2 separate regions of the Anser cygnoides genome follow, and region 2 is linked to region 1. A link is a contact called in public Hi-C data. All regions are on one chromosome and are shown on one strand. The core of a region is the stretch at or near the end of the contact, and the rest is flanking DNA. Distances in the headings are between cores, read along the strand shown.

Region 1 (5,317 bases), core at 1,743-4,242:
CCTAAAGGGGGCTTACAGGAAAGCTGGGGAGGGACTCTTGGTCAGGGAGTGGAGTGATGGGTCAAAGAATAATGGCTTTAAACTGAAAAAGAGGGCACATTTAGATTAGATCTAAGGAAGAAATTCTTTACCATGAATGTGGTGAGGCACTGGCACAGGCTGCCCAGAGAAGCTGTGGATGACCCATCCCTGGAGGTGCTCAAGGCCAGGCTGGATGGGGCTTTGTGCAACCTGGTCTGGTGGGAGGTGTCCCTGCCCATGGCAGGGGGGCTGGAACTGGATGGTCTTTGAGGTCACTTCCAAAACAAACTATTCTGTGATTCTAACTAAAACCCACAACTGTAAATATTTTTTTTTCCAATTAGCTGAACAAGTTATGCAAAGGTTATTTTTCCTTTCCTTAAACACATAATTATTCCAAGATGCATATATGTTTTTTAATTCAAGAAATATTTCTACAACAGTCATGAAGTGATCGCCTCATGGGTGATAGCATAAAGTCAGCAGATTTTAATATAAACTAGTAAGAAATCTCAAGGGTGAAGAATTGTGACATAGAAGAGGATTTTTTTTCTTACTGTCAAAATATGAGACTGGAGTACTATCTCTGACCATGGTCTACATCAACGCAAACCTCTCTACTTTAGTTTCTATTTGAGCACAATTAATCCTCTCCATTTTAACTTTCAAACTACCAGAGATGTGATCAAACAGTATTAACAATGAATCACTGCACATGCATAGTAGCTCTTAGAACCCAAAAACAAACAAACAAACAAAACCCAACAATCCCAATACTTAGTAAACCACATAAATTGTCACAATGTTTCTTGCTTTTTTTTCCCTGTATGCCAAAAACATAAGCCACAATCTACTCCTCAAAGATTTCTGGCACTATTTTCATGTCTTCTATAGCCTAGAAATAAGAAAGCACATTAACCTGTGAATTTAGTGCTAGTAACTCAACATATATCACTATGAACTTTTACAAGAATTTCTGAGTACATACCTTCCCACGGAACAAAGTGCTTTACATGTGTAACTTGGTTTTCTGCTCAGGTTTTCAAGGTCATAAAGTACAATAACACCATCGGAACCACCTGATAACATGCTGAAAGGGTAAATAAAGCAGTCAAGTTACACGTATGATCTTAATTTGATCAATTAAGTTCAGAAATAAAATAATTTGGTATTACCAAAAGACAGTGAAGTGCTTAAAAACATTTTTACCAAACTAAAGTACATACTTACTATCTTCCCTCAACAGGCTCAATATCAAGGCTGTTAATACCATTCCCATGTATTCTTTCCACATCTCTATCTTTATTTAATTCCAAACTGAGAACCCTTAAAAAAAAAGAAGAAAAACAGAGATGAACAATAAGAACAACAGATCTTTAAAATGTTACTATGTAGTTACAAACAGCTAAAATCATATTTTCACCCCTCCTCAATGCATCTAACCCGTTCCCATATTTTTTCTTTTTTCCCCAAAATTAGACTTGCAGACACAATACAATGCTGGAAATAAGACTTGAAAATTTGACAGAAAAAGTATGTGTTGTTTGGAAGGTAAGATGGAAGTACGTATGTAAAACAGGCTCAAAGGAATACCAAAGCCGCACTTAGGGTCAACATACGAAGCATTAGAACAGGAATGTAGTTTAACAATACAACATAGGGTAAACATTACAAAATATTTGTCACAGCTGCAACAAATATTAGTTACTTAGAAGCTTTATTATGTGCCATCGCTCCTACTTGGAACTATGGACACCTAGTGGACAGATTTGTTTAGTTTAACAAATTACAGTATTTCCTCTCATGGCACAATCTTTGGGTGTTATGTTTTCTGCAGCATCAAATAAAAAGCACGCCCTCCACATGGTGAAGCTTCCCTGAAACATTTTGGAGCTGTGATTAGTATTTTCTAATATTTTCTGTGAGAAACTTAAAATGTTACAGGCAGACCCCTGACAGCATGCCTATACACATGCTTCAAAAGCATTAAGTTCTTTAAGCCCTTTTAAAATACAGGAAGCAACACAATTATGCTAGAATTTTGACATGTACAAGATAGTTAATTAAACACTTTTGAGCTCAAGACTGAATTTTAGTGAAGGGGTTTTATCCCTTCAAGAAACGTTTTAAAGCATGTGACTTGAAAAGGTAGTTACAAACGCCATCTGCTGAAGACTATAGAAGATTTTTTTCAAAACCAAAATGAAAACGTTTAGGGAGGAAAGAAAAAAAAAAGTTAGGTAAATGGTTGTTTGAGTTACGTAAAATCTGCACGCTGTGCTTCCTTCTCAGCGCTGAATGACACGTGAAGGGAGAGAAAGCACACGTTTTGTAAAGATACACAAGAGAAACGAGCTTCGTGAATTGCAGCATTTCCACCATTTACAGTTTATTTTCCTTTACAGCGATAGAGCCACAGAAGTCCAAGCGGAGAGGAACAGATGGGTAAATCCGCAGCACAAATCCTCCCAGCTGTGAGGGTGCCGTGAGGGTGCTGTGAGGAACTGAGCCGAGGTTGGCCCTACCGGATTTATCTTTGAAATACAGCCGCGAAACTTATTCCCCGATCAAACGTTATCGCGATATTCCAAGGAGCCCCGACGAGCCCCTCTGTCCCGTCACCGCTCCTCCGCTGGCCCCAGCGCTGCCGACGGGCAGCGGCGAGCACAACACACGTGAGGGCCCCGCGGGCTCTCAGCGGGCTCTCAGCGGGCTCTCAGCGGGCTCTCAGCGGGCTCCCCGACCCCGTCCCCGTCCCCCCGGGCCCCGCTACCTCCGGGTGGCCTCGGCGCGGCGCAGCCGCAGTGGGTCGTCGAGCCCGGCCTGGCGGCCCGACAGGAACCCCAACATGGCGGCCAAGCGGCGACACCCGCCGCCGATCCGCCATCTTGGTCCCGGGCTGGCCGGGGTTGCCCGGGGGCGGGCGGGCCTCCGCCAATGGCGAGCGCCGTTGCTGGCATGCCCGCCTCCGACTCTAGGGGCGGGGCGGAGGGTGGCGGCGGGGCTGTGTGGTGGCGTCTGGGGGCCGTTGGTGGCCGTTAGCGGCCGCCCCGCCATGAGCCGGGCCCGTCAGGCGCTGCGGGCCCTGCGCCTGCGGATGTTCGGTCCCGGCAAGGAGCTGGCGGGCACCGACCAGTTCGGCAACAAGTACTACCGCGTGCCCGAGCACGAGTCCCGCGCAGGTAGGCAGGGCAGGGCCGTTACCCGCTGCCCCCGGGCGGGCCCGCGCGGCGTGTGGGGAGCGCAGCGGGTGTCTGTCCGGGCGGCTGTTGTAGGGCGAGGAGGAGGTGGAGCCCGTTATCCAGGGGTTTTAGAGCGCGGCTGCCAGCCTGCAGCGGGGAGGTAGCCTGCGAGGGGGCTCTTCTCATTACTTCTGAACTCTTTTAAAAGTGCATTCCTGCGTGTGTCCTCGCTGCACTTCTGAGGAAAAACGTTTTTCTCTGCTTCTGTCTGTATTTGAGGAACCTAGGTGTGCTTATAGCACGTCCTTACATCGTTCTCAATGCTGCACAACCATGCGTAACTAACTGAAGGTGTCACCCCTGAAGTTGTGTGAGTGAGTGTACGCACCACGATGTTTTACAGTTATGTTTTCATTCCCTACACAGGCTAATTTATCTGCTTGCAGTACTCCATATATTTTACATGGTCAATTCAATCAGAACACCCCAAGGCTGTGGAGACTCATTCTATGTGATGTTCTTCAGAGTAAAAGCAGAGAAGTAGGAGCAGAAGCAGAAGGTCTGAGGCTGTGCAGTCACTGAAGTCAGTGCCCTTCCTGAAATGCAGGGGGTAGGGAGGGCACACATCATCCCTTCAGATACATGTAATGTCTTCTGGAGTAGTGGTGCCTTCCAAGTAGTTCCCTGACTTGTTTTGCTGTACAGCTTCCTGAAGAACTCGCGGTGACTTAAAGCAGGTCTGCTTGAACAAGTATTTGGGAAAATGATGTGAATGCCCTTTTGTCAGCAATGATTCCTCTGGGTTAATACAGCAACGTAACAATCCCAGGCTTCGTGTGTCTTGCTTTTGGTCTTCTCACTACTGGGGCTTATTGTGACTTTGAGGAGTATACAAAAGTACTTTAAGGAAAGCAGTCTATATTCTGCACAGCTTTGTATTAAGGTTTAGAGGGCTTCTTAGATCCCAGGTGGAGGTTCACCAGCATAAAAACTTCCCTTACTCAGAAAGCGTTCCTCTTTATGCGGAAGGGAAAGAGAGACAAAAAAGAATCTATGAGTATCAGAGGGGTAGATACAGAGTTTACGGCAACCGAAAGGGAGAGATTTCTTCTCCCTATTTTCTTTCTCACTGCTGCTAACTTTTCACTGTTATTTATTTGACCTTTCTGCAGAAAACTTTAATAGAAAAATGATTTAAAATGACTTGATGAAGAATAAGCTGCAGGCTAGAGCTGGCACGGAAGAGAGAATGAAGGTGATGAGCTGTTAGACAGGGTAAGGTTATACAAGTTGTCTTGAAACAGAGTCAAGAGCTATCATGTTTACAGTCATACCATACAAACTTCTTTACCATGTTTACTTCAGTTTTCCTCGACTTTCTATTAGAAAGTTTGCTGTTAAGCTCTTTTCTACTTCGCATGATCAAACCCAGTTAAATGGATATTGCTTGAGAGAAATCAGGAATTTTAAAACAATATTAAAAAACAGGCGAGGAATAAATATCTGGCAAGGGGCTAATGTTTATTCACTCTTGCCATGCTTCTCTTCTATTTTTAGAATGAAAGTAAGGGAAGGGTTATAATTTTGCTCCACAAACTGAAATTTGGATTACTCAAAATCGATACCACATCTTTCATACATGTCTTAATTCACAGACAGACAGTTCTCTCTTTTTGTCCTTTTTATGTAACTACAGTACAGGAGAGTGCACATGGGAAAATATTACTAGATGTTTATGTGAAAATATTTTTGATAATTCTGTTTTATATTTATCTCACTGATGAATGCTTACAGGTCACTAATTTTGGCTTTAGATGATCTAAAAAAATCCGTCATCAGGAGCAGAATGAAAGAATTCAGAATGAAGTAAGCAAGAATTCCCCGCTCAAAGAAGTGGTGGTGGAACTTTTTCATGAATGCGTTTATACTTTGCTTTTTGTTCTGTTGATTTGTTCTGTATTATACTAACTGATGGAACTCACTGTTAAAATCTGACACACTTGACCATAGTATATGGGTTATAACAATTATTATGGAGGGAGGAAATAAGTAGAATGAAAACAGTATGCTTTAAGAAAATGGCCTTCAATACATTCAGAAAGTGGGTAGAAGAG
Region 2 (5,317 bases), core at 1,666-4,165, 140 kb after region 1:
ATAGTTTCTGAACATATCCAATGAAACTATTTAAGAGAACGTTATAAACCAAAAAATTGATTGTGTGCTATTTTCTTCATTGACCAGTCTTCATCAACACTCATCACTACTGTCTTTTACTCCTGTGTTTGCATTTCCAGAGTCACTGCAGTGCAAAGTATAGCGATATTCACTACCTTTACCTACACCGCTGTTTTTCAAGCTTTCCAACGATGTATGTTAAAATACATTTGGAATCCATAAAACCTACAGCTTTTTTATACGAACTGCTTTGTTATCTCAAAGTCCTTCATGAAACAGGTTAAAAAAAACCCTTATTTTAGCACTGTAAATTCAGCTGTTTCAGTACACCTATCAGTCTTTCTTGTGCTTGATTATTTTAATGCCATCACCTCTTGATATGTTTTAATTAACGCTTTGTACTTTTGCTTATGTCTTTCTGTAAAGCTCTAGCTCTAAGAACCATCTAGCATCCTTTCCTGAGTTTCTTCCTTTTTCTCCCTGATCCCCTATCCTCCTTATGTTTAGAAATATTTTATGCAGCACGTGAATCTAAACTCTTGTTCAGCTTAAATGCAGGAATGCCAAGTCTTTCTCTGAACGGTTGTTCTTGTTCTCATCTTTCCAGATAAATTTTAACCACCAGGGAGGGTGACTTTCGCTGGCCAGCATTAGGTTGTCTGCAATCCATTTTCCACATACAGACCATTGTTTGCTTCATACAAAGACAACTGTGCAGCTGTATGCGATCTTTCTTTCAAATTAGGGCAACTGGTAGAATGTTCTGTCCTTGTGTGCGTTACTGCGAGGAACGAGAATGACTGCAAGCAGCCGAATGCTTTGAAACATTAAGAACAAATTTCACTGAGTGGTCGCCAAGGGTACTTCTCCGAGTAGCTCACAGAGCAGACTTTGATTAAGTGCAGGAGGTTAATCATGTTAAGGCTGCTGTTCTGCAGCTTTCCCTCTGTGCAACTCTGGAATGCAGACCTTCCAAAACTGTGAGGCAAAAAAAGATGAAATGAATGCTCAGCTCAGCAAGGTCCTTCCAAAAGAAGAACATCCACTGAAAGAGAAACTAACTACAAATTTATATACGGTTAAGCTTTAGCACATTTTAATTTCTTTCCTGGAATTAACACACCCTTCTGGTTGCTTTCAGAAAGCTGAGGAGCTCAAGCGGCAATACTGGCAGGACAAAGGAACTTCAGAGTATAATTTGTGAGCTGTTACGCTGCTACATCGATGCAGAAGGAGCCCAAGGAGAAGCGTAGCTGTTGCTTACGGCATAATTTCAAAAGCAAAGATGCCATTACCTCTTCGTGTACTTCCTAGCCCAGGAAAGAAAAAAGCTTCAATAGCACCCCGTGTAGCTATTAATATTCATAGACTTAGTGGGAAGTAGCTATTCCTGCTGAGTGGTAGATGGATGGAGAAAGTGGATCTGTGGGCTTTTCTCTTGGATTTTGTAAGTGAATTTGATAATGGAAAAGACCTGAAAAGACCTAAGAATGACTAAGTTGAGGTAACAGACACACGGGCTACTTTTGCCTGTTAGGGAATTTCTATTTTTCATTGGTGTACTTCTCACTCTTCTTGTTCCTCAATTTTTACTGTAAAGCTTCTTTGCTGTGACAGGAAGAATTCCTCCAATAGCACCAACGTGTTATTTTTATTGCAGCAGGTGGCTAAGACCTGTTAAGGCACAGCCATTACCCAATTTAGAAGAGCATTTCTACTGACTCGCTAGACGCTTGCTTAAAACAGAAATAGTGCTAGAGCGACGTAGAAGAAAAATTGCTTCAAGATGCGAAAAATTATTAGCAACGACTAAGCGATGGGGACAAAATTAAATACATTTTCCCTCTGCTGCCGTGTGCGATCGCAAAGTCGTTAAGTTTTCACCGCGACAGGCGTTTCTTTTCCCTGATCCCGGACACACCGGAATCAGCGCCACGTTAGCCGCAAGAGGAAGCTCAGCACGCCCGCCTCTTGCCGGGAGCGCTCAGGCTCCTCAGCACCCCCACGATCCGGTGGGAGCCCGGTACGCGAGGCCAGCGGGCCGCCCGCACAAGGGGCGCCCACGGCGACCCCCAGCTGCCCGGCAGCACGGCGCAGCGCCCCGCCAACGGATAAACGAATAAAAACGGAGCTGGGGGGGGGTCGGTACCTAGAGACAAAGGGAATCTCTGCGGGTGGAACAGTTCGGTGCTACCCCCAGGCCAGCCACGCGGCTGCTGGCGCTCCCCGCTGCTCCCAAGGCACGGCGCCGTTACCGCACGGCTCCCGGCGCCCGCTGAGGCACCGGGCGGCCGCTCCGGCTCGGAACGCGCCACAAGGCCCCCACCTAACGGCCGGGCACCCCGCGGGGGTCGGGGCCGGGCCGAGCCCCCCCCCCCGGCGGTCCCGGCGGCGCGGCGGCGGGCACTCACCTGCGGGCCGCCCGGCCGCCATCCCACCGCCGGGGCCCGGCCCCGCCGCCGCTACCGTAATGTCGCGAGTTGCGCGCGGTGCGCTGCCCCCCCCGCGGCACGCGCCCGGCCCTTACCGTATTCCTCCTACTGCGCGCGCCCCGCGCCGCAGAGGTGACCGGGTTGAGGCGGCCCCGCCCCCGCGTTCCGCTCCCTGCGCGGCGTCAGCGGGGAGGGAGGGAGGGGGGGGGGAGCGGCGGGGCGGGGCGGGGCGGGGCGGGGCCGCGCCCCCTTTTTCCCACACCGAGCGCGTGACGTCAGCGGGGGCCGTGCGTGTGTGTGCGTGTGTGCGTGTGTGCGTGTGCGGGCGGGCGGGCGCTCGCCTCCCCCCTCCCTCCCGTGGGCGAGGCGCTGGCCACGCCCCCGCCGCCATATAAGGGCACGGGGGGCGTGTCCTCCGGCGGCGGCGGCGGCCGTCCGCCCGGTGCCGGTTATAGGCTACCGCCACTTCCGCCGCCCGCTTAGAAGCGGCGCGATCATGGCGGAGCGCGGACAGCTCCCTCCCCCCGCCAAGCGCCTGTGCTGCAGACCCGGCTACGGGCCGGGCTGCCGGCCGGGGCAGCGGGCGGGCGGCGGCGGGGGGCCCGGCGGCGGGGCGCTGTGCGCCGGGCCTTCCTCCGCAGCCGCCGCCGCCGCGCTGGGGCTGCTGCCGCTGGGCAAGACGCAGAGCCCCGAGTCGCTGCTGGACATCGCGGCCCGCAAGGTGGCGGAGAAGTGGCCGTTCCAGCGGGTGGAGGAGCGCTTCGAGCGCATCCCGGAGCCGGTGCAGCGCAGGATCGTCTACTGGTCGTTCCCCCGCAGCGAGAGGGAGATCTGCATGTACTCCTCCTTCAACACCGGCGCCGAGGACCCCGCCGCCGTCTCCGCCGTCGTCTCCGTCTCCGCAGCCTCCGCCGCGGCCGCCGGGGGGGCCGGCACCGCGCCCGGCGGGGCCGCGGAGGCCGCCGCCGACGAGAGCCGCCTGCCCTTCCGCAGGGGCATCGCGCTGCTCGACGGCGGCTGCGTGGACAACGTCCTGCAAGTCGGTGAGTCACCGCGCGTCCGTGTGTCCCCGCGTGTGTCCGTGTGTCCCCGCGTGTGTCCGTGTGTCCCCGCCGCCTTCCTCCCCCCCCCCCCCCGGTGCTGTCCCTTTAACCGCCGGTAATCCCGCCGGGCTCTGCCCCCCTCGCAGCGCCCACCCCCGGTAATCCGGGTCACCGCCGTGCCGTGCCCCCCCCCCCAGGGGGCTGCCGTGGGGAGGGGGTGCCCCCCGCCTTGCACGCTCACTTGCACACATAACACGCACACGGAGCCGCCGCCGGTGGAAATGAATCAGCAGAAGGCGGCACACGGGGGCGGGTTTGGGGAAAGGGGGGGGGGGGGGTCGGGGAGGAGAAGGCTTGGGGAGGGGGGGTTTAAAGGGGGGGGGGGGGGGAGGAATGCGGCGTGCTCCGAAATAAAGAGAAGCGAAAACGGGTGCGAGACCCCCCGGTCTGCGGTGCGGGGGAGGAAGAGGAGGAGGAGGAGGAGGGTGTGTGGGGGGAACCGCGAACAAAGGCATTTCTAGGGCAGCGGCGAGCGGGAGGGACCGGGGGTGGGGGGGGTGGACACACGAAATCCGCAGCGTGCGTGTTATTTTTGTTTTATTTATTTTATTTTTTTGGGGGGGGGGGGGCGAGGAGCTTCGTGACAACAGCGGTGACAACGCTGGGGGGAGGGTGGGGGGCTGCGCTTCCTCCTGCTGGAACAATGCTCCCTCCTCTTCCTCCTCCTGCTGCTGCTGCCTGCCTTTAAAGGGGCACGGAGGTGGGCGCACTGTTCCTGCGGGGAGGGGAGGGGAGGGGAGGGGGGGACGTCTCTCCTCGCCCCCCACCCCCCCGAAAGGGGGGGTGGGGGGCGAGGAGAGACGTCCCCCCCCCCCCCAAAACACGCGTGGGAGACCCAGCTTCCACGGGGGGTGCGCTTTGTGGCTGGCGGTGCCCCGCGGAGGAGGCGGCGACCGGGCACTTTGTTCCCATTTTCATGTTTATTTGCGTCTCTTCCTTCCCCCCCCCCCCCCCCCCCAACCACACATACACACACACACACCCCGCCCCCGAGGGGAAGCCAGACAAAAGAGCCTGGTGAATTACTGTGTGTTATCTTCTTTTCATAATTTTTATTATTGTTATTATTATTATCATCATTTTTTTATATGGTTTCACGCACGGCGCGTCCTCTGAGCCTTTTGTTCGTGCCGGGCTCTGTCCCCCCGCAGCCTGCCGGCTGCTCTGCATGGCCATTTATTTCCCGAAGGGAAGCTCTCCGTTCCCGTTCCTAGGCTCGCTGCCCTTCCCTCCAGCCTAGAGGGAGTTCAGCTCCAAGACAATCGCTTCTTTTTTTTCCTCTCCTCTCTCTAAATCTAATTAACTTTCTTATAAGTTTCATCTTTTGGCTTTCTCTCCCTTTCCAAAGGTCTGAGGCGCATCTGTGGTTCCTCAGGACTGGCAAAACCAGAAGTAGGGCTTTTTTAGTTTGGTTGGCAGCACTGAGTTTTTTTTTTTCTTCCCCATTTGCTTGCACTTGATTCTGTTTGCAAGCGATGAGGAATGACAGGAGTGCACATAGGGAGGGTTTCTTGGCTGATTACATTTAAGCCAGGAATTCACTGTGAAAATAAAGCCAAGGGGCGATAAATAAAAGATGCAATCTTCCCTAGGAGACAGACACCCAGCGTGGGCTTTGCCTCGCTCGCTTTCAGCGGTGGAATAGGCCTCAGTCAGTAGTTGTGAAAGGAAAAAGTAACTTTTTGTGTGGCTCCTAAAGGGGAGGGGCGTTGAGTAATGTTGGCAAGGGTCAACATGAAGAAAGAAAATATGCATAAATAC

The links. A called contact is a pair of places that touch in the nucleus more often than the background predicts.
Region 2: a contact with region 1 is called in a Hi-C map of liver, with 14 times the contacts expected there. The contact joins the promoter of ZSWIM6 here to the promoter of NDUFAF2 in region 1. A contact is called at or near these places in 2 of 7 Hi-C or Micro-C datasets (both in liver).

Annotation. Positions count from the first base shown.
Region 1 is chrZ:74,573,160-74,578,476 of Taihu_goose_T2T_genome, forward strand. NDUFAF2 (NADH:ubiquinone oxidoreductase complex assembly factor 2) reads left to right here and starts at 2,993. Exons shown (of 4, transcript XM_048051656.2): 1 at 2,993-3,203. The coding sequence starts at 3,077. It overlaps ERCC8 (ERCC excision repair 8, CSA ubiquitin ligase complex subunit), which reads right to left and starts at 2,952. Exons shown (of 12, transcript XM_013180582.3): 1 at 2,795-2,952; 2 at 1,252-1,347; 3 at 1,010-1,111. The coding sequence starts at 2,871.
Region 2 is chrZ:74,711,186-74,716,502 of Taihu_goose_T2T_genome, forward strand. ZSWIM6 (zinc finger SWIM-type containing 6) reads left to right here and starts at 2,916. Exons shown (of 13, transcript XM_066988941.1): 1 at 2,916-3,496. The coding sequence starts at 2,950.